7 separate regions of the Mus musculus genome follow, and regions 1, 2, 3, 4, 5 and 6 are each linked to region 7. A link is a contact called in public HiChIP or PLAC-seq, Micro-C and promoter capture Hi-C data. All regions are on one chromosome and are shown on one strand. Each heading gives the region's core, a stretch centred on a gene start, on an enhancer-like site or on the middle of the called end of the contact. The rest is flanking DNA. Distances are from core to core; before and after follow the strand shown.

Region 1 (3,495 bases), core at 512-3,011, 520 kb before region 7:
CTTCGGAAGAACAGTCAGTGCTCTTAACCGCTGAGCCATCTCTCCAGCCCCATTCATGTGTCTTTCCAGGAGGCCTTTTTACATGGGACTGTTTGGGCATCTGCCTTAGTTAGGGTTTCTACTGCTGTGGTAAGACAATGACCATAAGCAACTTGGGGAGGAAACGATTTATTTCAGATTATAGCTTGTAAGTCTGTCCCCGGGGGAAGCTAGGACTGGAACTCAGGGCAGGGACCAGGAGGCAGGAACTGAAGCAGAGACGTGGAGGGGCATCACTTACTAACTTGTTTCCCATGGCTTGCTCAGTCTGCTTCCTTACAACCCCCAGAACGGCCTGAGTACTGTCCTGTTCGAGTAAAGCCCTGCCCACGGTGAGCTTTGTCTCCCACATCAATCATCAACCAAAAAATGGCCCCAGGCTTGTCTGCAGGCCAATATGGTGGGGACATTTTTCTCAACTGCGGTACTCTCTTCCAAGCTGACACAAGCCTGGTCACGACGGCTTCCTGACTGCACAGCAGCCTCTCAGACCTTTCAGGGCATTGGTTTTCTGGGTCTGTACAAGTGTGCCAGAGGCCAGTGTGGAAGCTGCATAACCTTTTATGGTTTTGCTCCCAGAGTCCTGCAACTCACTCCCATCTTAGACTGTTGGTTGCAGGGGAGTTAAAAGTCTGCCTAAACTCAAGGCGGATGGGCACAGACTCCTCTCTCGATGGAAGAAGAATGGATTATAGAAGATCAGCTATGATGGAAGACATGCCTGCATCCGCCTTTGGGGATTACACATGGGTCTATATTAGCATACCATATCCATACATATAAGTAATCATGTATGTGAATAGTTATATGTTATGTATAATTATTCACGACCCTATGGATACCATATATACCACATCCTAAACAGAAGGTTTCTGGTGGTCCATGCCTATGATGCACAGCACTTAGGAAGTGGAGGCAGGAGGATCAGAAATTACAAGCCATTCTTAGATACATAGTGGACTAAGGTCCAGCCTGGGCTAAGTGAGAATCTCCCTGGATAAAGAAAAGCAAAGGAAGTTACTCAGCGGTGAGTGTGTCAGTGGTGAGAGGGGCTGCCTTTCTTATGACCGCTCTCAAGGATGTTTTCCTTCATGCCCTGAGAGCTGAGAGTTCTCTCTTCAGAAGCCTGCCAAGTGATTTTGAGGGATAAGCCAGAAAGTACTGCTCTTTTTGCTATTGCTTAACAACATTGGCTGGTGTGTGGGTATAGGCATAACAAACCTTTCTTCCCATTTTATTGATGGGGAAACTGAGGCTATGAAAAATCTCCCAAGAGTCTAGCCTATAACAAAACTAACCAGGAATCTGCATTTGTGGTTTCTGAACTGAAACCTCCCCAGGGATCCCCCAGGGGAGTGGAACCCTCAAGGATTCCGATGGGTCCTCGGGACTCTTATAATTCTTGGATGTTAGTGTTGATCCAGCAGCCCCACAGAGCTGAGGATGGTTTCCTCTCTTACTGGAGATCCTCAGTGGCTCCCCAGCACCACCAGCAAGAACAGATCTAAATGTGCAGGGTGCTCAGGGCCCTCCCTGGTGGGACCTGTGTGTATGCCTGTATGTCCTGCACACACACATACAAATGTACAGAGATACCACTCCTCATAGTTAAGCCAGCTCTGCTGGAGACCTATAGACATTTGGCAGAGATAATGCCCTCTGGACAGGCCATAGGCCCCCACCCCCAACTCCACCCTCTTCCCTGAAGAGCTCTCTGGAATTGCAACAAAAGGGAGAGACCCGGCTCTGACATTTTCTTTGTTCACAGGAGCTGAAAGAGAATAGCAGCACTGGCCGGGCTGACAAGAAGAGTGATGGGGTGGAGGCACCGGCTGCTGAGGGGCCAGAGAAGTCTTGGGGAAGTTTCCATATGTGACTACTTTCTGAAAAGACTTGGATCCAACTGCGCTCTTTTTTGGACCTAGCTTGTTCCTTGCCGATCCAATAGGTCTCAAGTGGCCCATAAAATTTTTACTACATTTTGTCCACCCGTGGATACTGTGACCTAACGTGACCCAATCAGGGAGCTGTTTGGCAATGTTTTCAGAGGGGACCAGAACGTCCTGGGGCTGTGGCCGAATTGACAGTGTTTGCTTTAATCAGGAATGATGGCTTCTGGTGGGAATCAGAGGCAGGTGGTGCAGAGAGCCGTGAACTTTGTCACAGCACAGTGACTTCTGTAAAATTCACAGCAGTTCCTTCCAACTCTTTCTGGATGAGCAGTGGGGACTACAAATGTCTGGTGAGCTGCAAGGAATGACGGGTACAGTGTCTGGTTTTAGTCTTGAACTCGGGCAGGGAAGTTTGCATGGGTTAAACCATGGATGGCCGCAGTTGTTTGAGAATATTCTACTCTGTCATTTTGATTGAATAACTCAGAGAAGTAAATGGAAATACATGAGAAAGGTCATTTCTTTGTTTTTGTTGCTATAGCAGAGCATCTGAGATTAGGTAACTGATAAAGAAGAGGAGTTGCTTTTGGCTGAGAAGTTCAAGGTCAGTTGGACAGCTCTCGTAAGGGCTTTATGTTGCTTTAAACATGGTGTGGGGGTGGGAAGTGAAATAGCTGCTTGCAAAACAGGAGAGGGGGCTGACTCTTGTTCTGGTTCAGTCATTTTTTTCTTTTCTTTTTTAAAAAAATTTTTTTATTGGTTATTTTATTTATTTATATTTCAAATGTCCTCCTTCCTGGTCTCCCCTCTGCAAACCTCCCATCCCATCTGCCCTCCCCTTTGTCTCTAAGAGGGTGCTCCCCTGCACTCCCACCTCACCCCTCTTGCTGGGACATCAAACCTCCACAGGATCAAGGGCCTCTCCTCTCACTGATGCCAGATATGACCATCCTCTGCTACATATGCAGCTGGAGCCGTGGGTCCCTCCATGTATACTCTTTGGTTGGTGGTTTAGTCTCTGGAAGCTCTGGTGTGTGTGTGTGTGTGTGTGTGTGTGTGTGTGTGTGTGTGTGTGTGTATGTGTGTGTGTGTGTGTGTGTGTGTGTATGTGTGTGTGTGTGTGTGTGTGTGTGTGGTCTGGTTCATTCATAACTGTAGAAAGTCATGACTACGTTATGAACACTCCACCTCCCACCAGACCTCACCTTCCAACATGATGCATGAAGGAATTAAAGGTCAGAATAGGCTCAGAAGGGGAAGTCCAAGCTGGCAGCCCTGATGTTCCAGGAGCAAGCAGAGCATGTGCAGGGCTTTCTAACTTTGTCTTGCTTGGTCTGGATGCCCCAAGGAACAGGGTTCATGCAAAAAAACCTAGTTTCCAGAATGGCCCCTCACTCACAGGTTTGCGGTTGGTGCCTTTTGCGGGTTGAGATCTTAGCTAGGGCTGTCAGGAGCTGGACAGCTCCATGTGGCCCGTCGGCCAGGGTGGGGAGTCTCTGAGAGTGAGCCTCTTACTACCTGGTGTCAGAGAATTTGGGCATGGCCTCCATTACACATCTGCATT
Region 2 (3,720 bases), core at 1,007-3,506, 740 kb before region 7:
CAGTTACACACACAGAGACACACATGCACACATACACTCACAGACACACATACAGATACATAGAGACACACAGAGTTACACACAGAGACACACATGCACACACAGACACATAGAGACACACACACATAGAGTTGCATACAGAGAGACATACACACAGACACACACATACACGCACACACTCACATGCTCACACACGGCTACTCCACAGTACAAAGAGCAGCCATGGCTACAAGCAGAAGCCTTGATCCTTCTGTGCAGGAAACTGAATAACTAAAGAGTCTCATGCTATCAATTATTCTTTTTTGTTTTGTTTTTATGATCTACAGCAAATGGCTGCCACCTAACAAAGCAACAGAGAGTAACTCCAGCCTGTTTGGGGTACAGTATTGATATGCTAGCCTTGACTCCCTGGAGCGTTTTACAAATGTTCCTTTCAAAGCCTTGTTTCCGGGGCTGTGAGATGGCCCGGTGGTTAAGGGCACTTGCTACTCTATTAGAGTTCTAGCCCCAGCAGGGCAGCTCAGAACTATTTATAGCTCCAGTTCTGGGAGATATGATGGCCTCTTTTGGCTTCCGTAAGCACCAGGAACTCAAGTGGTGCATAGACATACATAGACATGCAGGCAAAACATGAATATGTTGTTAAAAGCAATTTTATGATTCCTGAGGGCCATTCATAACCTATGGAACAGTTATGGGAATCTTCTCATTACCTGTTGGCCGCAAGAACAATGTCAATATTTTCACTCTGCACTGTGACTAAAAGGGTTTCTTTTAAACATATCCTAGTTTTTCTTTTAAAAAAAAAGTGTGAAAATTTCGCGTTAAGAGTGGCATGAGAGTCTAAGAAATTTACAAAAGGCTACCATTTTCAAAATATCTAAGGATCCAATTTGTTGTTAATGAGCCACAGACCACGACTTTTGTGGAGCATAATAAAAAGTTAATCATTAGAAAAATGTCTGTTGTAAAGTTTCTAAATACGCCTATCAACTTCTGAACACATAGTTCACAGACATCTCAGACAATCGCAGGCTCTCCTCCAAAGGAGACCTGTGTGTGTGGGTGTGTCAGACACAGATTGCTCAAGGCAAAATGGGGAACATCAGAGCCAGGGTTTAAAGTCTTTGTCTGACTCCAGGAGAACAAGTTAACTGCGTAACCCACTCATCCTCCTGTGCTCCTCTGCCCTTAAGGAGAAAGGGAACTTAAGGGCCTTTGCAGGGATGCTGACAGAGGACCAACTAACTCCTCAACACCACTTCCAATGGGAGGGAACGTCCCAATTCGTAGGCTTATTTAACTAATGGCCAAACTATAAAAAAAACAAAATAAACAACAACAGCAAGACCCACTGAGTAAACCAAGCCGGCCCGGCCGGCCAGAAACTTCAGGACCCCTTTTTCTCATCCTGAGTTCTGTGTTTTCACAAGGGTGCACCCCACTACCACTGTGGACTCCAGATATCCAAGCTTTGATATGATCTCTGCACGGGAAAGAACCCAGCAAAATATAATCACGTAGGAAGAATGTTCTTGGTTAGTGATGTCTTTCTTTTGTTGGTTTTGATGACTGGCTCATAAATACAGTCAGGTTGGTGACAAAAGTGGGAAGTTGAACCCCGGTAAAGGGCTGTGTGGGCGGAGTAGGATAGAGCTGAGATTAAAAGTGTGCCTCAGCTGACCCTCTGTCCCCATACACTGGAGGGGACACAGGCATTTCTGCTCCCCATCTATAAGATCCCGAGGAACTGAGTACGAGGATTTTATAGGCTGCCCAGACAAATACTGGTCCTGCCCGTCAGCTGATCTCCCTGGCACCAAGGAGCCAAAGACGAACTGGGCTCTCCACCTCCAGGCCTGGAATTCCCCGTGGTCCACGCTACACTCACTGCAGCTCCCTCTTGCAGATTCCTCCTGGTCGGTGCCCCGTCCGATCGCGGTCACCCGCAGATCGGGAACGACTGCAGAACCCCACCCTGTGCCGGGTGCAAGCTCCCGGAGCCACCCACGCGCGGACGCGACACCCAGGAGAGCCCGAGGAGTCGGGGGTGGGGTGGGGGGTCTCCTGGGTCGCGCTTACCTGGCGAGGACGCCGCGGCACCGAGCCCACAGAGCAGCAGCGACGGCAGCCACAGTGGCAAAGGCCGCATGGCCCGGGCGGCCCGGGACCGCGGGGTGGACGCCGCTCAGACTCGCACCGCAGCGGCCATGGCGAGCCGAGCGCCCGCCTCTTCCCCAGCCTAGCCGCAGAGCCGCCTCGCCCCGCCTGCGTCCCGCCCCGCCCCCACCGCGCCCGGCCCCGCCCCCGCCCGGCCCGTGGGGACTTTCCCCGGTGTTCCCGGGAACCGCGGCCCCCGCAGCCCAGCACACAGCCCCGGTGACTCCGGCCACACCTCGCCGAGCCGACCTCCAATGTGTGGCCAGAGATCTCTAGTACCATCCTTCTGGAGAGACCCGTGGACACCCATCCCCACCCTACCCCACCCCACTTCGGACTCCCGCCACGTACGATTTAAGGACCCATTTATTTTGAATTCTGTTCTCTTTAATGACCGGAAAGATCGTGCTAAGCTTTGAATCCTTTTAAGCAAAGGGCTACTTAAGGGTATAGCAGAGAGGACCCTCTAGGCCGTGGTGTCACAGAGGAAGAAAAGCTAGAGGAACTGTACTGGTTGCTTAATAGTCTGTGGGTTTGGCCCTCTGTGGCTGTGAAGCTACGAGGAAGTGACCCCAGAGCAGGGCAGGGATAGGCTCCCAGCCTGAGCCTTCCCCAGTGGCCAGCCTGTTGGCAGAGACGTTCACACCTCGGCCACAAAAAAGGGGGCAACGAAAGGAATGGTTAGAGGGAGACAAGAGTCAAAGAAAGGGGTCATCGAACCGCAGCTATTGCTCCTAACCGCTGAGGCCTCAGTCTTAGGAAGCCACTTTAAACTGTAGTTGAAGCTGGCCTTGAACTTCACAGATCCTCACATCTCTACCTCTCAGGGGTTAGTCGTGGGCCCCCAAACCCTTCCCTTGTGCCTGTGGCTCCAGAAGTTGGCCTGTTATAAAAATACGTGATGAAATTATCTAGCAAAAATTTGAACTATGACTTGAGAATTTCAAGACCCAGAAATGTACTTACATGCCAAGGAGAAGAGGAGGGCTGTGGGGATCCTCTCAACAGGACGTGTTGAAAACCGCAGAGGAGAGAAAACCTAACCACACAGGCTGTGGATTATAAGTATACCCCTCTGAGTGCCCCGTGCCCTGCCCCCGGCATGTTTTATTTTTATGAGACAGGGTAAGGAAAAGGACTCAGCTAAAGCCACGAAGGACCTGTGATCACTAAGCTTTTCAGCCTGTGGTCTTGACCCCAAATGGTAAGCCTTTGGAAGTGCTACTACTGCCTCACCCCACTCCCTACCACACCCCTGTCTAGAATCTCCCTCCCTCAGCACAGTGCTAAGGGCATATTCCCTGGATCTGTACCCCATGCCTCAAGCATACAACCCCCCAAAGACAAGCGTTTCTCTCCTTTCCCCAAGGCAACTTTGTCAGGGCAAGGCCAGCTAGGTGCTGGCATCCACTCTCTTGCCCTTCCTGCCTAGAGGAACCCTGATGTCGTTGATAGCTGAGTCTTCTGTTGAGATCTGGCAGCTGGCAGCGGAAGATAACAGGAACTCCGGTCTGGCATTTCCTGTGTGTGTAGCACTCCTGGCTCTGTCTGTCCCTCTGA
Region 3 (3,451 bases), core at 666-3,165, 550 kb after region 7:
GCACGTTGTTCAAATAGTAGAAAAGTTCATCAAAAAGGTAACTATTGCATTCCTGCATGTTTATGATAAGCAGTTATTTATATATGTGAATTGAAATTTGAATGCATGCTTCTAAAAAACACTCTAGAAAAAAAGCAGTTATTGGGGTTGGAACCATGGCTCAACCAGGTGAGTGCAGTGGAACCTCTTCCAGAAGACCTGGGCTCCATGCCCAGCACCCACAAGGGCCGCTGACACTCTTCCAGAACTGCAGGGTGAGGGAGTCTTTGCCTTCTTTGGGCTCTGGGCACCAGATATGCACATGGTACACATATATACATAAACAGACAAAACACGCATATATGATACATGTTTTGTTTTTAAGATTTATTTGTTTCTATATGTGGGCACACTGTCACTGTCTTCAGACACACCAGAAGAGGGCATCAGATCCCATTACAGATGGTTGTGAGCCACCATGTGATTGCTGGGACTTGAACTCGGGACCTCTGGAAGAGCAGCCAGTGCTCTTAACCACTGAGCCATCTCTCCAGTCCACAGTAACTGTTTTTTTTAAAAAATATTTACTGAATTTCTTTTAAGCACTGAGAAGTTTTAAAAGGTATTTTTCCCATATTTCTGCCGTTCATTGAGTATTGGTGAGAGGTTGGTGCTGGGCTCTGTCATAGCTGAGAATAGTGTTGGTCCCAGCCCTAAGAGCCTGCCATTCTATACTCTGCCTCATCTGCTCTGTTGACATTTGATTTTCAGGTCAGTTTTTCAGGTGAAGTTACTTTTTATTTTCCCTGACTTTTCTCTGTTACCATCATCATTAAGCTGTCTTTAGTTGTGTGTTGTCTTAAAGTAAGTGTGTGTGTGTATGTGTGTGTGTGTGTGTGTATGAATGATTAGCATGTCTTTTTCAGGAGTGAACTGAGAGTGGTCTTAGGTTTTTTTATTTGTTTGGTTTTGGTTTTATTGTTGTCTTGAGACAGGGTTTCTCTGTGTAGCCCTGGCTGTCCTGGAACTCACTCTGTAGACCAGGCTGACCTCGAACTCGGAAATCCGCCTGCCTCTGCCTTCCAAGTGCTGGGATTAAAGGCTTGCGCCATCACGCCCAACTAAGGCTTTATTTTTGTTGCTGAATTGCTTGCCTTCCACAAAGGGCTATGTCTTTTCCTATATAAATGCCTGTTTTTCTAATACTTGGTTGGTTGTTTCCTTTGTCAAATTTATAGACCCAAATGACTCTTCCTCTTACTTTTTATTTCTCTGGTACATATTTTGTTTGTTTTTGGTTTTTTTGAGACAGGGTCTCTCTGTACAGCCCTGGCTGTCCTGGAACTCACTCTGTAGACCAGGCTGGCCTCGAAGTCTCTGGTACATATTTTAACAGAAGTAAAACTAGCATGTTTAAAAGTATGTTTTAGTAACTTCAGGAAGTTATTCAAGACTCAGAATGACTGAATTGTAGGAAAGTGGGTTGGTAAAGTGGCTCTGGAAAGTTTTGGAAGTGAAGTCAAGGATTTGGGGAAACAAAGTCCTGAGAGCTACTTTGAAGTAACAAAGAGTGTCACTATTGACAGATGTGACACTGACAGCCAGATAGAGAGATGGCTGGAGCACGTGAGCAGCTGCTGCACAGTGCGCAGTGCATGTGGCGAGCTGCGAGCTGATGTGTGACATAGTGGGTGGTGGATGTGCTTGGGCTTTGTCGTTACTTTTCCTTTCCTTCCCTTTCCCTCTTTCTTTTCTTTCTCCCTTTCTAATTCCAGACAGTTTTACTCTGTAGCCCTGGATGGGCAGGAACTCACTAAGTAGACCAGATTGGGTCAGATTCACCTCTGGAATACTGGGCATGGAGGCATACACCATTGCACCTCCTGATTCCACTTTCCTTGGTCTAAGCTTGTCTCCTCCCCTTTGCAGTGTAAGCCAGAATATAAGGTTCCAGGCCTGTATGTCATCGACTCCATCGTGAGACAGTCTCGGCACCAGTTTGGAACTGATAAAGATGTTTTTGGGCCAAGATTCTCTAAAAATATAACTGCTACATTCCAGTATTTATATCTTTGTCCATCTGAAGATAAGGTATGGTTAAAACGTAACAAGCTAACATTTTGCATTTTGTCCAGCTTATTTCCTCTTTATATTTCTCACACAATGCTTACGTTCACGTTGTTGACACTTGTTATTTATGTTACTGGGTGATATCTTCATGTACTGATCTTGAATTGTAAGGTCAGTTTTTTCTACGGTGGTCATTTCCTATTCTTGCTTATATGTGAAATGGAGAAGTCACTTGGCCTCTGTACAAGGACTTTTATAATGTTGAATCATAGAAGGAGCCAGAGTTATAGATCCTGAGCAGAGCAGAGCAGAGCTTGCTGGCGAGTGAGGAGTGCCTTACCTCTGTGCATGGGAAGCCTCTTCTAAACGGCGTGGTAACAACAGCCAACAGCTAGGCGCTGTACACTACACATTTCATGTTACATATCCTGCAGTTAAAAGAAACTAGCAAAGGTTGTTCAGGAAGCATTATCTTTCCTTAAAGAACATATTGCTAGTGGGCATGGAGACACATATCCTTTGATCTCAGCACTTAGTGGGCAGATTGCTAATAACAGCAAGCTGAAGCTACAGAAGGAAGACAGACAACAACTCTGTGTGAGAGAAAATACTCACCAGGGTTTTGCATACTCTAGAAGACCCAGATTTGTTCTTCCCCAACATTCACACATGCAAGTGATTAATCTGCAGTAAGACTGCAACACACACATACATACACACACACACCACACACACATATACACCACACACACACATACACACACCACACACACACCACACACACACACCACACACACACCACACACCATACACACACACACACCACACACACAGTTTCACTGAAAGAAAGAAGGAACGAACATGAACGATACATGCATTCTAAATAGGTGGGAATTCACAGTAAACATCACTAACACTAACTTAACCTGCTGCTTTAGTTTCTCTTAATTCTTAAAGAAGTTATGTAACAGAAAAGGGAACTTGGTTTGGTCAAACCAGAGAGAGAGGGAAAGTGCCCGTGTCTGAGAGTAGCGACATTTGCATGAGGAGAGGCGTTGTGGGTTTGCAGAGTCTGTATAAGAGCATTAGAAATGGTTCTTGACGTGTTTACCTTCCTTTGTATTTGCTAGCTGTGTATTCTGTTTATATTCCTTTTCATTGGATCATACCACCGAGAAAAGGTTAATTTGAGTTTAACTGGGTAATAGTTCTGGTGGATTTTTTCCCTTATGAAACAGTAATTCTCTTTAAAATCAGATATGATACATTATTTCTATAAATATTTATTGTATGTTCATTTTCTTACATATAACAGAGTAAAATAGTTCGTGTGCTAAATCTTTGGCAAAAAAATGGAGTGTTCAAAATTGAAATTATTCAGCCTCTTTTGGACATGGCAGCA
Region 4 (3,768 bases), core at 168-2,667, 530 kb after region 7:
TATGGAGAGGCATTTCCTGATCCTTACCCTGTCGGAGTTGAACCCACAGCCTTGGTTAGGGCTGAGATTTTTCTTTTTCTTTTTTTTTTCCGAGACAGGGTTTCTCTGTATAGCCCTGGCTGGTCTCGAACTCAGAAATCCACCTGCCTCTGCCTCCCCAGTACTGGGATTAAAGGCGTGTGCCACCATGCTGGGCCAAACACCTTGTTCTTAAACACCTCTGCTCCTTGTCTGTCTGACTTTTCAGCTCCTGTTAGCTGTGCAGTATTGAATCCCAGGTATCTACCTCCTCTCAGCCATTTTCCTGGACTTTACCCATATCGCAAAAGCCCTCAGTTAACTATCCCAGGGACAGCTCAGATGGCTAGAGCCCGAAAAGATAACCGTCTAGCCAGATAAACTTGGGCATGGTGGTTAACTGAACTAGGCTGACTTAAATGAGGACACTGTTCATAGGCATTGACAAAGATTAGCCATTACGCCCTCAAACTCATTCCTTCCTTAAATTATTACCAAGTTGACGCAAACCCAGCACTCATGTCCTTCAAGAAGCAGTGTGCATCTTCCCTCCGGAACACCATTCTGTCTTTCCTCCAGTGCCTGATACCTTCAGCCTCATCATCTCCAGGGCCCGAAGCCATGCTGTTCCTGGCCCCACTTTCTTCCGCATGCATACTTTGCAGGATGTCAACCTGCATGATGCCCCCTTAAGAACAAAATCCTAACTCTGCTAGGATCTGGTCTCGGTAGGGCCAGTTGCTTTCCCTAAGTACCAGCCGGTTGTCCTCCAAGGAGAGGTGATAGCACAGCGCGCAAGGTCCAGAGGGCCCCTCCTTTCTCGAATTCTTTTAGGATGCTCGCCCTTTTCTACGGGAAGTAGTCCCCAACTTCCAGTACGAGTCAGGCCTTCTAGCTTTTATACTCATGCTCCACAAAAGTGAGGTTTCTACAGAAAAACTTTCATTTTTCACACACCCAACAGACAGCGGTCGCAGCGCGCGGCAGGCGGTGAGAACTCAAGTGAATCAGAACACACTTCTGCCGAGAGCGACCCAACGGGGTTTGGGGAGATTAGCGTTAGGGGTTCAGGAGCCCAGTCCTCGGAAGTTGCTCAGGGCGTCCACCAGGTCCGCACGCAAGTCGAAGCAGGGGACTTGGAGACTGCAGACGCTCACCCTCCGCGCTTTGTTTGTCGCAGCAGCAGGGCGCAGTCCTGCCCGGACACAATGCACCCCGGGAGCCGTCGTCCGGATCCTGAGCCCAGAAGACGGGAACTCTCCGCAGCCGCAACCGGCGGGAAAGCGCGCGACAACGCGCGGTCACACGCTAGCGGCTCGGCGCCGGTGGGGCGCGGAGGGGCGGGGCGTGGGCGGAGCCAAGCACGAGCGGGGCGGAGCCGGGCTCAGGAAGCGCTTGGAGGCCCGAGCTGTCCCAGGGTGCTTCGCGCGGCGTGCACTCGGGTCGCTGCCGCCATCCTGCTGGCGAAAGAGAGGAGAGAGACAGAGAGGCCCGCCCGCTCGCCGGCCGGGCCAGTGTGGGCCAGTGCGTGAGGGAGGGCGCGGGGGGCCGTGTCAGCGCGACGCAGAGCGCAGCCGCCGCCGCCAAACGGACATGTTGGAGCCCCGCGCTGCCGCCGCCTCCCATCCCTCCTCCGGCGCACGGGACTGAGCAGGGGCCCGCCGCCTCTGCCTGCGCTCGACCGGCCCAGCCTCGCCGCCTCGGCCGCAGCCCCTTCCTGCTCGGCCTCCGCCGCTCGTCGCCTCCCGTCCTCCTCCCCCTCCACGCCCAAGGGCCCTGCCGGCACCCGGCCCTACTCAGCCGCCGCTCCAGGTCTAGGTGACCGGCGGGCCCGGAGCAGCCGCAGCCGCCGCCGCAACGCGCGCGAACATGGACGCCGTCAACGCCTTCAACCAGGAGGTGAGGAGTGCTTGGGGTTAGGGCTGGTGCGGGCCACGCCGGGGCCGCTTCTCTCGCTGCCCGAGGGCTTTCGAGCACCGAGTCCGGGCGGGGACGCTTCCTGCCCCGGTTCCGGGGCAGCGGGCCTGGAGCCGGGGAGAGGTCGCGGCCACCGCCGGGGGCTGACCCCGCGCCCCTCCCCCGCCAGTGCCCCTTCGCCCCCTTCCGGCCTGTGCCGACTCCCGCTTCTTCAACGTGGCCCTTATGCTGCTCCCGGCCCCGTTATCGGCTTTACGGGGCCGGGATCCCGCCAGGGGCTGCAACGGAGCGCTCGGCCGACTCAGGGGCGGGAGTTCCCGCGAGTCCCGGGGCCGGCGTAGCAGCCGCCTGGGTTCTCCTGTTGCTCAGGCCGCGGCGCTGCGCGGCGGCCGCTGGACTCTGATCCCGGTTGGCGGAGACTTAGAGAGGGTGTCTGCCCTCCCACCTCCTGGATTGACACGCTCACAAATGAACATAGAGCGGTAGTTCCCTTGGCCTTTCTATCTAGAACGTGCCCTTTCTGTACATCGTGACACCTAAAAAGTTGAATGGGAGAGCAAAGTGTACGCCCCATTTAGTCCGCTAGTAAGGCTGCTTGGGTCTCCACCTGCTCACCCTCGCACCGCCCTCTCGGGGTACTTAATCCTCAGCTCCCTTCCTCAGGGACATTTACATGTGAAAACCTCCCCAAACCGGGAACAAAGCTGCCTGCCGCCTTAAAGCTCTCTAGTTGTATCTCTGATCGTTCCATGTGCTGCTTAGGGGCATAAAGTCCATACTATCTTATTTATCTGAATGGATGTGGGAGGAGGAGACGACCACTGATGCTTTAAAACGCAGTTACAGAGTGGAAACTATTGTGAATTAAGTTGGGGTATGTTTCCCGTTTCAAATACCACTGAAGGAATCTGATGTCATAGTTTGACACGTGTTGATGTGGTGTCAGAACTTGCTCCATCTCACAATGAGATTTCTGTGGCTCAGTTCGCAATAGTATTAGGTTGTTACTTCTCTTTCTATTCGTAGCGCTGCAGAAGGGGACCCTCCAATTAGTCCTGCAGTTGAGAATATTTATTGCTGTCCAAATTACCCCCTTAAAATACTTTTCCTCAGCTGAGGAGTCCATGTCTTTCCAGACAGCCGTAGTTGGCACTTGGTGATGGGAAGTGAGATGAAAGAGTTGACTAGAGGCTGGGCAGTGGTGGCGCACGCCTTAATCCGGGCACTTGGGAGGCAGAGGCAGGCGGATTTCTGAGTTGGAGGCCAACCTGGTCTACAAAGTGAGTTCCAGGACAGCCAGGGCTGCACAGAGAAACCCTGTGTCGAAAAAACAAAACAGAACAAAAAAAAAAAAACAACAATAACAAAAAAGAGTTGACTAGAGATGATTTTCAAAGCAGTAAAATAATGTGGGATCCCAGAAGTCAGTGATAATTCACTAACTACTCAAGTTGTACGTTGACTTGCACTCTTAGCAGGTGCTCATAGCAGGTGCCTGGCAAATGGTTCTTGAATAGAGGTGAATTTACACAAATGCCAGTCTTAAGATTTCAGACACACCTCTTGAGGTGAAAGCTAACCTGAAGGTCTAATGAACAAGAATTTTTCGTGTGTTTTTAAAGACCAGAAACATTCACTCCTTATTTAAGGTATTGTGGAAGGTATCTAATGTTAATCGTTCCACTGAATTAGGATTTTTAGACTACTAAGGAAGTGGTCAACAGATTAAAGACTTAAGGCCATCGAACCTTTTAAGGATAATAAAATTTGAAGCTTCTGGTTGAATGGATGAGGAAAAATAGCCTAAAACTGCAGTCCATTTGATTGCTTTGA
Region 5 (3,611 bases), core at 159-2,658, 540 kb before region 7:
ACACAGAGGCAGTTTGAATCTGTGTATTCTGCAGCTCTCAAGCAGGGGGTTTTATACATTAAAAAAACCAAACATTACATCTCTTAGAAACTATATCCAGTGAGACAATCACAGATACCAACAAAAATCATTTGGCACAGTAAAGCACAAAAATTATCCAAGCATTACAACTTTGAAACTATGTATTCAGTGAATCACAAACAGAACAGGTAACATCATTATAAATCATCAAAATATAACAATTCTAAAAGGATGTATTCAGTGGGGACTGTCGTCCAAGGCTAGTGGCATATTTCCAGGAGCAGGTTAATAAATCTTTAACAGTCAGTGCTCTTAACCACTGAACTAACTCTCCAGCCCCATGGTCAATTATTATTTAACATCTAGTGCCCGATTTTCTTATAAATCAACTATTTTAATTCTTTCTAATTAAGGCTTTCTTTACCATATACCAAAATCCACCTCCGATGACACACGTGTAGCCATATGAAATTTTATTGTTGGGAAAGGTTTTTTGTTTTTGTTTTTGCTTTTTCGAGACAGGGTTTCTCTGTATAGCCCTGGCTGTCCTGGAACTCACTTTGTAGACCAGGCTGGCCTCGAACTCAGAAATCTGCCTGCCTCTGCCTCCTGAGTGCTGGGATTGAAGGTGTGTGCCATCACGCCTGGCTGTTGGGAAAGTTTTTATCTATTGTAATAGCTTTGTAAATGATTTTGAAAGTAAAGTGTTGGTTTCCCTGGGGATAAGGTAATGTTAGTGACCCCATCTCTAGGGATGGTTTCTTACCCACTATTCTCGCTTAAGATCTTAGCCTAGGCTACCAGGAACATGTAAATAAGAGAAGGAATAAGAGAAAATAAAACAGAGATATTGCCATGAGAACTATGGCTCAATATTTTTTTCTCCAGAGAAGAGTTCCACAGCCGGTTTCAGGAAGCCTCCCTTTTTTGAGGTCAATCGCCTCAGTCTGTGTAACTTGTCGCACAGATTCTACTGGAGGCGGTGTGGCAGATCCAGTTAAACACCTCGTCTGCTTTCAAGGAAATGTGTAGCAGGGTGAATCTGTGGTCTCAAATGTGGAAGCCCCTTCTGAGGGCACCCCACTGAGAATGGTGCTTGGCAGATTTTGATCCTGACACCAGAACCACTCAGTGTGTGGCCGCAGCTTCTTAGCCCTTATTTTACGTACGACAGTAACTACATCGATGCTCTGTTGTCCTAGCCCTCTACAGGTTAGACACTGCAAGATGGAGGCGAAGGAAAGAAGGAAGAGAAATGGCCAGTGGTGTAGAGACACATGGGTGGCTTCTCAGCAGGCCATGCAAACTGAATACCACCGTTACTGGGCCTGAGAAGGGACTTCCCGTTGTGGTCAGGGCCGGCTTCGCCGTCTCTGAAGAGGGCTTGCTGCTGCCCTCTCCGTGTTCCCTGTAGATGGTTCTGCTTTCTCCTCTGTTTTACCCGTGGTGGTTGCTGTGGTGTGACCAGGGAGTCTCTCTTCCCTTCTTTCTTCTCATTCCGTCTCCGCTTCTGAGAGACCACAGAGCTGACACACCACTTCTGATGATGTGCACAACAGGCTAACCATGGCGAAAAGTTTCTTCCCGAGATCTGGAATTAGCTGCCATTTAGCCATTGTCCAGCCTTGAGCAACGTTTCTCTGTGAGTATAAAAATGCTTGCAATTCAGACATTGATCACTCCATGCAATATATCGTCACGGTGTTGTCATAATTGCCACCAGCACCATCATTTTGAGACATGTCCCATGTAGCCTGGAATGGCCTGCAGGTATCTATGTAGCCAAACTGGCCTTAAACTTCGGATCCTCCTGACTCACCTACTGAGTGCTGGGATTGCAGCAGTGTGCCACCCGCCACTCTTGGTCTGTGTGGAGCTGGGGATTGAAGGCAAGGTTCACACTTGCCAGGCAAACACTTAATGCACAGAGCCTCATCTCGGGGCTTATGCAACGTTATTATTTTTGTCCTCTGGCACCTGACTTGTGGTTCACATGTAATATCTTAACTTCTCCTTCCTCAAAGAGTCAAGTCATCCTGGAGCCTTGTTCAAGCTGGTCTTTTCCTGTCTCTACAAAGGTCTCCAGCACTTCCCCATTGTGAGCAGTCTCTCTGAGAGAGCTTTGTCCCAGAATAACTTAGCTATTGTCTCTGATGTGTCTACACTCTAAATTTATGAAGTCCCTGTTTTATGTGTGTAGAATGAATATATATGTATATGTATGTATGTGTGCGCGTATATATACACACACATATATACATACATACATATATAAAGACACACACACACACACACACACACACACACACACACACACCCCTCAGGGTTTCTATTGCTGTAATAAAACCATGAAGAACAGCAACCTGGGGAGACAGGGTTTGTTTTAGCTTTCAGTTCCACATTACAGTCCATTCCTAAGCAAAGTCAAGACAGGATCTCACACAAGGCAGGAGCTGGTGTGGAGGCCATGGTGGGTGCTGCTTACTGGCTTGCTCCTTGTAGCTTGTTCAGCCTGCTTTCTTATATGTTATAGGATGACTGGTCTGGCGTGGCACTGCCCCTGAACCACTCACATCTATCATCAACCAAGAAGATGCACCACAGGCTTGCCTCCAGGTCAATCTGGTGGGGACCTTTTCTCAGTTGAGGTTTCCTCCTACAAAATTACTCTCAAGCTGATATAAAATTAGCCCCCCCCCCCTATATGTTTACACTAAAGCATATGTTCAATGGGATAGTTCAGCCAGGCAAACCTTCCCTCCTTAAGTCCCCTGGGTCACACTGTTTCATCGCTGCAATAGAAACTGTATCCATGACACCCACCTGTGCTGGAATTGTGGCTGTCTTGCTCTTACACAGGTCCTGTAACAGGCACCTGCAGCTGCTACGAGTTCATGAGTCTGACAGCCGTGCCAGGGCTAGATGACAGCATTTCACAGTTCTTCTCCTCCACCTCCAGCTCTTGCGGTCTTTCTAGCTTCTCTTTTGAGATGTTCCCCGAACCCTGGTGTGTGTAGGGGGTGTGGGTCTAAGGATCTCATTTAAGGCTAAACACCCAGTTGATTATTCTCAGTACTTGGAGCCATCCTGCATTTCTCCATTGACTGCTGCTGCAAAAAGAAGTTTCTCTGACCAAGGTGGAGAGCATTATCGAGTGTATGGCTATAAACATAAATATTCAGAAGGTGATCTTACAATATGAACATTTAGTAAAATAACAATACTAGGCTCCACTCTATGACCTCTCTAGCCCTGGACCTCTGGCCAGCATTACAGTAACAGACATGGGATTCCATTCTGTGAAACAGGCCTTAAGTGCACTCAGGGAGTAGTTGGCTCCCACATTAGAGGCTTGCTGTTATCGCAGCAGTGAGCACGTCTTGCTTGGCAGGTTGCTACAGCAGCATGCTGGGTCCAGCACCATGCTTTCTTCATATGTGCGTGCATGCATGCGTGCGTGTGCATGTGTATGTGTGTGTTATTTACGTTCCAGAATTATGTAAAATGGAATGGAGGAATCAAAGAACAGAAGCCCCCATTTCTTTCCCAGGTTACCTAAGTGTGTGTGGTCATGAATGTGAAACAGACCT
Region 6 (3,444 bases), core at 392-2,891, 880 kb before region 7:
GTAAGAATTAGATAAAGGGACTGAGTAGTATATTTTTTCTTTCAAAACCTAAACACTTTTAGCCCAGTGTTGTGGCACACAGCTGTATTCAAGGCACTTGGAAGGCTAAGAGTCATGAGTCTGAGGCCATACTGGGCTAGCTAACAAGACAAACCCAGTTTTAAAAAAGAAAGAAAAGGGGGGAAATTACTACTTCTTTAAGCCACAGAAATATTAATGAATGCATTTGTAATTTCTGTTTGGATTTTTCTTTTTAAGATAGCTATCTAGCTCAGGCTGGCTGACCAGCAACTTGCAGAGGTTCACCTGCCTCTGCCTCGCCAGTGCTGGGATTAAAGGCTCGAGCTGCTTGTGTTAGATAAAGGAAAATAAGCAAATGTGTGGTCTACTGCATCCTGCGTGCTGTGCTCCTCTGTGCCTGTGCCTGACATCTCGAATCATTTCCCTCCTCAGGCCTCTGCTCGATGAGCCCATCCCACTGTATGAGGCAAAGGTTTCCATGGAAGTTGTTCAGAAAAATCAAGAAAGAAAAAAGCAAGTCGTTCAATTTTAATTCTCTTCCCTGATCTCAGTCGGATGCACCCACACCAGTGGGGGAAGCCAGTTTTCTTTGGAAATTGTTGAGAAAAACCAAGGACGATAAAGCAAGATTTTATATTTTTAAGCCTGTTTTCCTGCCACAGTAAGATGTTTGGTTATTTGACATATTTGAAAAATACTTCCAAAATTAATGTGCAAACAATCCAGATAATTTTTTTACCATCTGAAGGGGACATTCCAAAAGCTTCTTTTAGTTATTGTATCTGTACACTTTGCCTCTGCTATAAAATTCTTTCCATTAAGAAAACTGCTTTCAGCAAAAGCTACACTATTCTAGCAAATACATCTGTCACATGCTTTTGCTATACCAAACGTCATTTGATTTTGTTATCAACTTCATTCTCAACACCTTCCTTAACAAACCGTTGATGCCATTATTTTAGCATTTGTACTTTCCGACTTCAAAGTATCTAATCCACTGGCATTTAAAATGTTTTTAAATATTCATTCACTCTGAATTTCTCCGAGATCATACGGAATCATAGTACCTGGTCCTGTAGTAGTGACGGCATTTGCATAGAGGGCTGCGGTGGTCGGGCACTGGGGACAAGGGTGGAAGAGTTGGCCTGCGGCTAGCCTGAAGCTGGCGGACATTTCCCCCTCGTGGGTACTGTGTTGAGCTCGGCCCATCACCGTCTCTCTCAGAATGATATTGCGGCTTCTCACGGAGAGAAGTAACTGCCCATCACCACCAATCAATGTGTTGTTTGCTGTGCATTCATGCTCCGTACCCGGGGCTGACACTACGCCCGCTGCCGAGTTGGTACTGTTAATCCCTTTTCCGAGCCCTACCGGGTGCCGCGCGCCGCCGTCGCGTTCTCAGCGACGCCGACCTCGCAGCAGGAGAGCCGCGAGCTGCGCGCGCCCGGCCGGAAGCGGCCACCGGGAAATCTGTTGGGCGGGGCGGCACGGCCTGGCACGCATGCTCCGTCGGGGCGGGCCCGTGGCGGGGCGGGGCCTCAGGAGCCTCCAGTCCGTGAGCAGCGCGGGGTCTGGGCGGGGCCGGGGCGCGCGGGAAGCCCCGGCAGGGCTGCGGAGCTGCCTCGGTGCTGCGCAATGGCTGTCTCGGTGCCCGGCTACTCGCCTAGCTTCAAGAGGCCGCCTGAGACCGTGCGGCTCCGCCGGAAAAGGTCTCGGGACCATGGTGCCGCCGTGCCCGCCTCACTGCCGGAGCCCGCGCCCCGCCGCGCCGCGCTGGCGGCTGGGCTGCCCTTGCGCCCCTTCCCGACCGCCGGCGGCAGAGGAGGCGCCGCCGCGACCATCGCCCGCAGGAACCCTTTCGCTCGCCTGGACAACCGGCCGCGAGTCTCGGACGAGGCCAGCGAAGAGCCGCTCCGCGGTCCTCAGGGGGCGTCGGGCCCGGTGAGTCTCCGCGTCCCGCAGCCGGGCGTCAGGGGTGGGAATGGGCGCGAACAGCCGCCGCAGGCTGATGTCCTGAGCTGGGGCGGGGGAGGGGGTGGCTGCCCTCTCCTGTAAGAAGGACTTAGGGATGGATACCCAGGAAGGTGGCTCGAATAGTCCTCCGAACTGTGATGGAAAGCCACAGAATCTGCCTTCTCACCATCCTTTCAAGACCTTTTTCTCAGGCACTTGAAATTACTGTGGACTGTTGAAGATAAATCGGGTCAGAATTTACAAATGTTGGTTTTACTCATAAAGCTTTTTTGGAACTTTTGGTCTAAGATTTTTGTATCAGTTATTAAATGCGTCAAAGTCTGGCCTTTCCTCCCGTTTAGATAAGTTCAGGCACAAATCTGCAATGAAACATGGTACTGTATGGATGTGAGCTCCCACTCACTCTCCTGAGAACCTGGTGTGCCAGGTGAGCCCTTACATAGTTCACATTCCCTCATCGCTTAGGTTTTAAAAGGACCACTCTTTTCTTAACCTCAGCTTCTAGATTCTAATGAAGAAAATAACTTGCTGTGGGAGGACACATCATCTCATGAAAGAACTGGCACGGAACTGTCCCAGGTACTTTTAAAAATTACATTTCTAGTTTGTGCCACAATTGTGTGTGTAGAGGCCAGTCCCTCCACTGTGTGAGTAGAAGGATTGGACTCAGGTTGTCAGGCAGGCCAGAAGCAAGTGCCTCTACCTTCTGAGCCATCTCAATGGCTCACTCTAGGAAATACTTTCAAAGGGCTGAATATAATGTATATTCTAATAAACATACTTCTCAAAAGCTTTTCTCTTGAAAAAATGAGTTCCAGGAATGAATTCAAAGTCTGGGACTGAACCTCAGTTTGTAAAATGCTTGCCTAATGTTCAAAGACCTCAGGGCTGGATCCCCAGGAATTCCATGAATTACATGGGACATGATGCTGTACACTTAGAGCTGTCTCACTGGAGTGAAGGAGGGATTGCCAGGCCTTTGATAGCATCCTCAGATGCAGAGACAGTTGAGGCCAGCCTGGGACACATGAGAACCTTCTCTGAGAAGAAAAGAGAAACTTGAGAGTGATTATTTCTATACAGGTGTTTTGATACTAGACATGGGCTCTGGTGGCCAAAGCCTGCTTTGTGCTGGGGATCAAGCTCAACACTTCCCACAAGTTGAGAAACAGTCTGCCCTCCCTTGCTCATAGTTACAGGTAGATGCATTTTTCCCCACTGGGAACAGGCTGAGAGTGCCCAAGATTCATGCTAGTGTTCACATAGTCAGCTTCTCTGACAGGATCTTTGTATGATGTTCCCTAAGGAAGTCCTTCTGGAGTGGACAATACGGACTTGTGCAGCTAGTTGACTATAATTGTTTTTTCTTTGTATTTTTTTTAAAACTGAAGGTAATGTTTTTAAAACCCTTTAAAAGTTCTACCAAGATGGCTAAGCCTAAAGAAAGAG
Region 7 (3,300 bases), core at 575-3,074:
AGGACTGCTCTGAGCCAGTCTCAAACATCCATCTGTAATTCTGAGTAATTACTTGCCATCGGGTATCCCTTTATCTAAGGCTAGGATGGACAGGGGCAGCTTCTATGTAATTGAGGCTAGGATCCTGAGTACCCTGGTAAGTTCCCTGGTCTCACTAATTCTTGTGGGTTTAAAAAATATTTTGTGAGCTGTGTGTGTGTGTGTGTGTGTGAGAGAGAGAGAGAGAGAGAGAGAGAGAGAGAGAGAGACTTGCCACAGCATGCATGTAGAGGCCACAAAGCAATTTGTGAGAGGAGGTCTCTCCTTTCACCGTGTGAGTTCTGGGGATTGAGCTGAGACCATCACCCTCCCAGCCACACCCCCACCCCCAATTATTTATAACTTCCACTAGTACAGAGAGATGATAATTTCCCCCAACATCACATAAGCTAAACTCAAGGCTTTAGACTGTTTCTTCCTTCTTCTTGCTGCCTTTTGTTTGGGTCCTGGTGAGTGTCAACATGGGCAATTGGTCACAAGTCGGTCTTCAGCCTCTTCTCTCAAAATTATTCATGGTTTTAGTCATCTTCATTTTTCTGACAGGCCCGGGACCTAGGGATTCCCACAGATGCAGTTGTTTCTGTAGGCTACAGGCTCAAAGTCAAAGGCAAGTGTTGTTGTTGTTGTTTGTTTGTTTGTTTTTCTCTTAGGGACTCTAAAATCATAGGAGTGACAGGGACCACATTCTTAGATGCTTAAAAGATACTTGCTTCCAAAAGTGTGCCTTATTAGACTAGAAGAATATGACAGAGAATTTCAGAAACCATCGATTTCCCAACTAACAGGCTAGTTTGGAATTTTAAATACATACCAAGATATTGATAAGATCTGTTTTTTTTAATTATGCAACTGACTGTTTTTACTTTCCCACATTTTTGCCAGAGCATTGAATGCAGCCTGTAAATCAACAGCTTACAACAAATAAAAACTGTATCGTACTCTCTGTCCCCTTAAAGCAGTTCTTTAAACATTACATTACTTGCCGTTCTCCAGCCCAGGACTGGGGAGAGCCGGCTTTGTTGTCTCCTTTTTAACGAGGGTGCTGAGATGCGGGCACTGTCCAAGGAGGTTTTCTTAAATGCTTGCTTTCTTTGATCGCCCCTGGCCTTCAGCACCACAGAAGGAGTGCATCAAGGTTTGGGGGAAGCAAGCGTGGATGGAGGTTACTTGAAATGACATCTAACCAGCCTAGGCCTTCTGGCTAGGGTTGTGACAAAAACTGGGGATTCAGGGTTACGGACACTCTGGACCACATTCCCAAGCTAGGGCTTTTCAGAGGTAAGTCCACCTGATGTCAAGCCCTCGGGAATTCACCCGGCTTACACTTACACGCAGGGGGCTTGAACTGAGGAAGTATCAATCTCATGAAGTTGTTCAAAGGATATCATTAAAATGCTCAGAGATTTTTAAATATCTGAGCTCTTTGTGCTGCTCTTTGTGGGTCTGGGAGTTCTTCCTGCTCAGGGAGTTGCGGGAGCAGGGGAAGCATTTTGATCCATCTGCCCCAGATTGTTGCAGCTAAGGGCGGGTATGTGATTTTTCTTTGCAGGCAGAGCACAGCCAGAGAACCCTTGGGGAAATCCCAGGCCCTACAGGCCCCACCCAAGCACCAAGCCACGCCCACACCACCCAGAGACACGCCCCAGAAGGCCCCGCCCCCAGGTGTTCTACCTTCTCCACGCCCCCTTCAGCAGGCCCCGCCCCTTCCGCCCTTTCTCACCCGAAGACCGGCTCTTTTACCGGCTTCCCCTCATAGGCTCCGCCTTTCCTTCCAGTCCCGCCCCTTCCTTGCCGCCGGTGCTTCCGGTCGCGTGGGTTTTCCGAGGGTGCCGTTTTGCTGGCCCGGTGGTTTGGGCCATGGGGGTCCCCAAGAGGAAGGCGTCAGAGGGTCCCAGCAGCGCGGCGTCCCCCGCTGGCACAGTCAAGCGAACGCGAGCGGAGGAGTTCACGGGCGTGCGGTTCAAGACCCTGCTGAAGGATGCGCAGGGCCCAGGACCGGGTGAGTGGGAGCGGACTCCTCAGCTTCGGGGCAGTAGCCGGCACAGCGGCGCCTCGGAGCCCGGCTCGGAGTTAGTCAAGAATAGTTCAGTGAGATAGCTTGCTTGGGCTGTCAGTAGCCGTTCCCATAGTAACCAACTGTCAACCCTGATAATGGCGGGATGTCACGTGTAACAAGTTCCATAAGGACCTACAACTAAATCGAGTGACTAGGATTGTCCGGACCGGTAACCGAGAGGGGCCAGATTCTGTAATTTAATTTCACTCGCTGCAGAGTGTGACACCACTTCACAACGACTTCTAATCGTGCAAGGAGTACATTGGTTGTGAGGAGAACCACAGTTGAACATGTTACCATGTTCAGACGTCAACGCGGTGGTAAAAACAAGACAGCGAAATATTTCTCTTAGGTTAACAAAACTACAAAGTTAATAAACTATCGCAGGGCTTGATGGTTCGTGCCTTTAATTCAGCACTTTAGAGGGAGGAAGAGGCAAGAGGATTTCTGTCAGTTGAAGGCCAGCCTTATCTTCTTAGAAAGTGCCAGACCAAGTACACCTTGACTTCCAACATTAGAAATATTTGAAGATTAAGGATAGAATTGGTGCCATCCTGACAGTGTCATGTTGGCAGAGCACTCCTGACTGCTGCTGCTGCTGCCAGTCCAAAGAAGAGTAAGCTGTCCGTCTCCCTGAACTGCCCTGGGCTAACTCAAGCCAGGGGACTCGGTAAACACTATATAGTGAGACCCTGACTCAAAAAGTATTCTCAGCTAATGTTTTTCTTACAATTTTTATTTTTAAACGTTTGGTGCCTCGCCTTGGTCGTTTGCTTAGAAGATGACACCTTTGCTAGCACAGAATTTAGCGCCCCACACACTTATTCGATATTTAATTGCAGTTGCTGTTTGTTAGGTAGAGATGTAATGGGCGAATAAAACCCTGGCACAGGTCTTGCCATTGCAAATCTGATAGTTTGGGAAAGCAGGTGACCAGCAAAGTCACATAGTCACGGGTCTTCCAGAAGGAGCCAGCTATCCATTGTGCCTAATGGGCCTGGGACCTTGATCTGTGAAATCAAAGAAGGCTTCCCCAAGGAAGCAGGTTTTTCATGAGTTGTAGAATTGTATAGGGAAAGGAGCCTTCCTGGCAGAAGAAAAGCGCCAGCTCGGTTCCTGAAAGGCTTCTGTCTACATTTCAGGGGACAGCTAGGTTGGCAGGTACATGACTAATGAAGTGATTGAAAGACGTTGCGAAGCTGAAG

Evidence for each region. Promoter capture Hi-C pulls out the DNA fragments that hold promoters and counts their contacts. A called contact is a pair of places that touch in the nucleus more often than the background predicts. HiChIP or PLAC-seq counts read pairs in DNA pulled down with a chosen protein or histone mark.
Region 1: a contact with region 7 is called in a promoter capture Hi-C map of embryonic stem cells, with 2.5 times the contacts expected there. The contact joins the enhancer-like site here to the promoter of Urb1 in region 7.
Region 2: a contact with region 7 is called in a Micro-C map of embryonic stem cells, with 3 times the contacts expected there. The contact joins the promoter of Ifngr2 here to the promoter of Urb1 in region 7. A contact is called at or near these places in 2 of 39 promoter capture datasets (liver and stem cell-derived epiblast-like cells), 1 of 484 Hi-C or Micro-C datasets (embryonic stem cells) and 1 of 115 datasets of contacts at active chromatin or transcription factors (pancreatic cancer cells).
Region 3: a contact with region 7 is called in an H3K27ac HiChIP or PLAC-seq map of extraembryonic endoderm stem cells, with 8 times the contacts expected there. The contact joins the enhancer-like site here to the promoter of Urb1 in region 7. A contact is called at or near these places in 4 of 39 promoter capture datasets (the 3T3-L1 cell line, cranial neural crest, hippocampal neurons and 1 more), 5 of 484 Hi-C or Micro-C datasets (the G1E-ER4 cell line and embryonic stem cells) and 3 of 115 datasets of contacts at active chromatin or transcription factors (astrocytes, epiblast stem cells and extraembryonic endoderm stem cells).
Region 4: a promoter capture Hi-C map of the HPC-7 cell line shows a contact between it and region 7. The contact joins the promoter of Scaf4 here to the promoter of Urb1 in region 7. A contact is called at or near these places in 13 of 39 promoter capture datasets (the 3T3-L1 cell line, 3T3-L1-derived adipocytes, the C10 cell line and 9 more), 1 of 484 Hi-C or Micro-C datasets (embryonic stem cells), 8 of 115 datasets of contacts at active chromatin or transcription factors (the 230-238 cell line, T-cell acute lymphoblastic leukemia, astrocytes and 5 more) and 4 of 9 other capture datasets (adipose tissue, embryonic stem cells, liver and 1 more).
Region 5: an H3K27ac HiChIP or PLAC-seq map of microglia shows a contact between it and region 7, with 5 times the contacts expected there. The contact joins the enhancer-like site here to the promoter of Urb1 in region 7. A contact is called at or near these places in 2 of 39 promoter capture datasets (the C10 cell line and pre-B cells), 1 of 484 Hi-C or Micro-C datasets (palatal mesenchyme) and 3 of 115 datasets of contacts at active chromatin or transcription factors (astrocytes, memory CD8 T cells and microglia).
Region 6: a promoter capture Hi-C map of pre-B cells shows a contact between it and region 7, with 2.8 times the contacts expected there. The contact joins the promoter of Donson here to the promoter of Urb1 in region 7. A contact is called at or near these places in 2 of 39 promoter capture datasets (liver and pre-B cells), 1 of 115 datasets of contacts at active chromatin or transcription factors (astrocytes) and 1 of 9 other capture datasets (liver).

What each region holds. Positions count from the first base shown.
Region 1 is chr16:91,332,982-91,336,476 of GRCm38.p6, reverse strand. No RefSeq gene overlaps it. Among named protein-coding and RNA genes, the nearest start is that of Ifnar2, 38 kb to the left of the region's middle. Within about 2 kb of position 1,761, at least 23 of the 459 cell types and tissues checked have an H3K27ac peak or open chromatin away from gene starts, as enhancers often do. A contact at or near this core is called in embryonic stem cells, where this site is marked.
Region 2 is chr16:91,545,595-91,549,314 of GRCm38.p6, reverse strand. It overlaps Ifngr2 (interferon gamma receptor 2), which reads right to left and starts at 2,256. Exons shown (of 7, transcript NM_008338.4): 1 at 2,083-2,256. The coding sequence starts at 2,152.
Region 3 is chr16:90,258,760-90,262,210 of GRCm38.p6, reverse strand. It overlaps Scaf4 (SR-related CTD-associated factor 4), which reads left to right. Exons shown (of 20, transcript NM_178923.4): 3 at 1-37; 4 at 1,909-2,070; 5 at 3,365-3,451. Among named protein-coding and RNA genes, the nearest start is that of Scaf4, 24 kb to the left of the region's middle. Within about 2 kb of position 1,915, at least 3 of the 459 cell types and tissues checked have an H3K27ac peak or open chromatin away from gene starts, as enhancers often do. A contact at or near this core is called in extraembryonic endoderm stem cells, where this site is marked.
Region 4 is chr16:90,282,152-90,285,919 of GRCm38.p6, reverse strand. Scaf4 (SR-related CTD-associated factor 4) reads left to right here and starts at 1,417. Exons shown (of 20, transcript NM_178923.4): 1 at 1,417-1,917. The coding sequence starts at 1,888.
Region 5 is chr16:91,353,183-91,356,793 of GRCm38.p6, reverse strand. No RefSeq gene overlaps it. Among named protein-coding and RNA genes, the nearest start is that of Ifnar2, 18 kb to the left of the region's middle. Within about 2 kb of position 1,408, at least 105 of the 459 cell types and tissues checked have an H3K27ac peak or open chromatin away from gene starts, as enhancers often do. A contact at or near this core is called in microglia and pre-B cells, where this site is marked.
Region 6 is chr16:91,686,925-91,690,368 of GRCm38.p6, reverse strand. It overlaps Donson (downstream neighbor of SON), which reads left to right and starts at 1,641. Exons shown (of 10, transcript NM_021720.1): 1 at 1,641-1,962; 2 at 2,494-2,574. The coding sequence starts at 1,657. It overlaps Cryzl1 (crystallin, zeta (quinone reductase)-like 1), which reads left to right. Exons shown (of 13, transcript NM_133679.2): 13 at 454-1,047. The coding sequence ends at 553. Gm10785 (predicted gene 10785) reads right to left here and starts at 1,471. Exons shown (of 6, transcript NR_040389.1): 1 at 1,089-1,471.
Region 7 is chr16:90,808,937-90,812,236 of GRCm38.p6, reverse strand. It overlaps Urb1 (URB1 ribosome biogenesis 1 homolog (S. cerevisiae)), which reads left to right and starts at 1,824. Exons shown (of 39, transcript NM_029497.1): 1 at 1,824-2,038. The coding sequence starts at 1,897.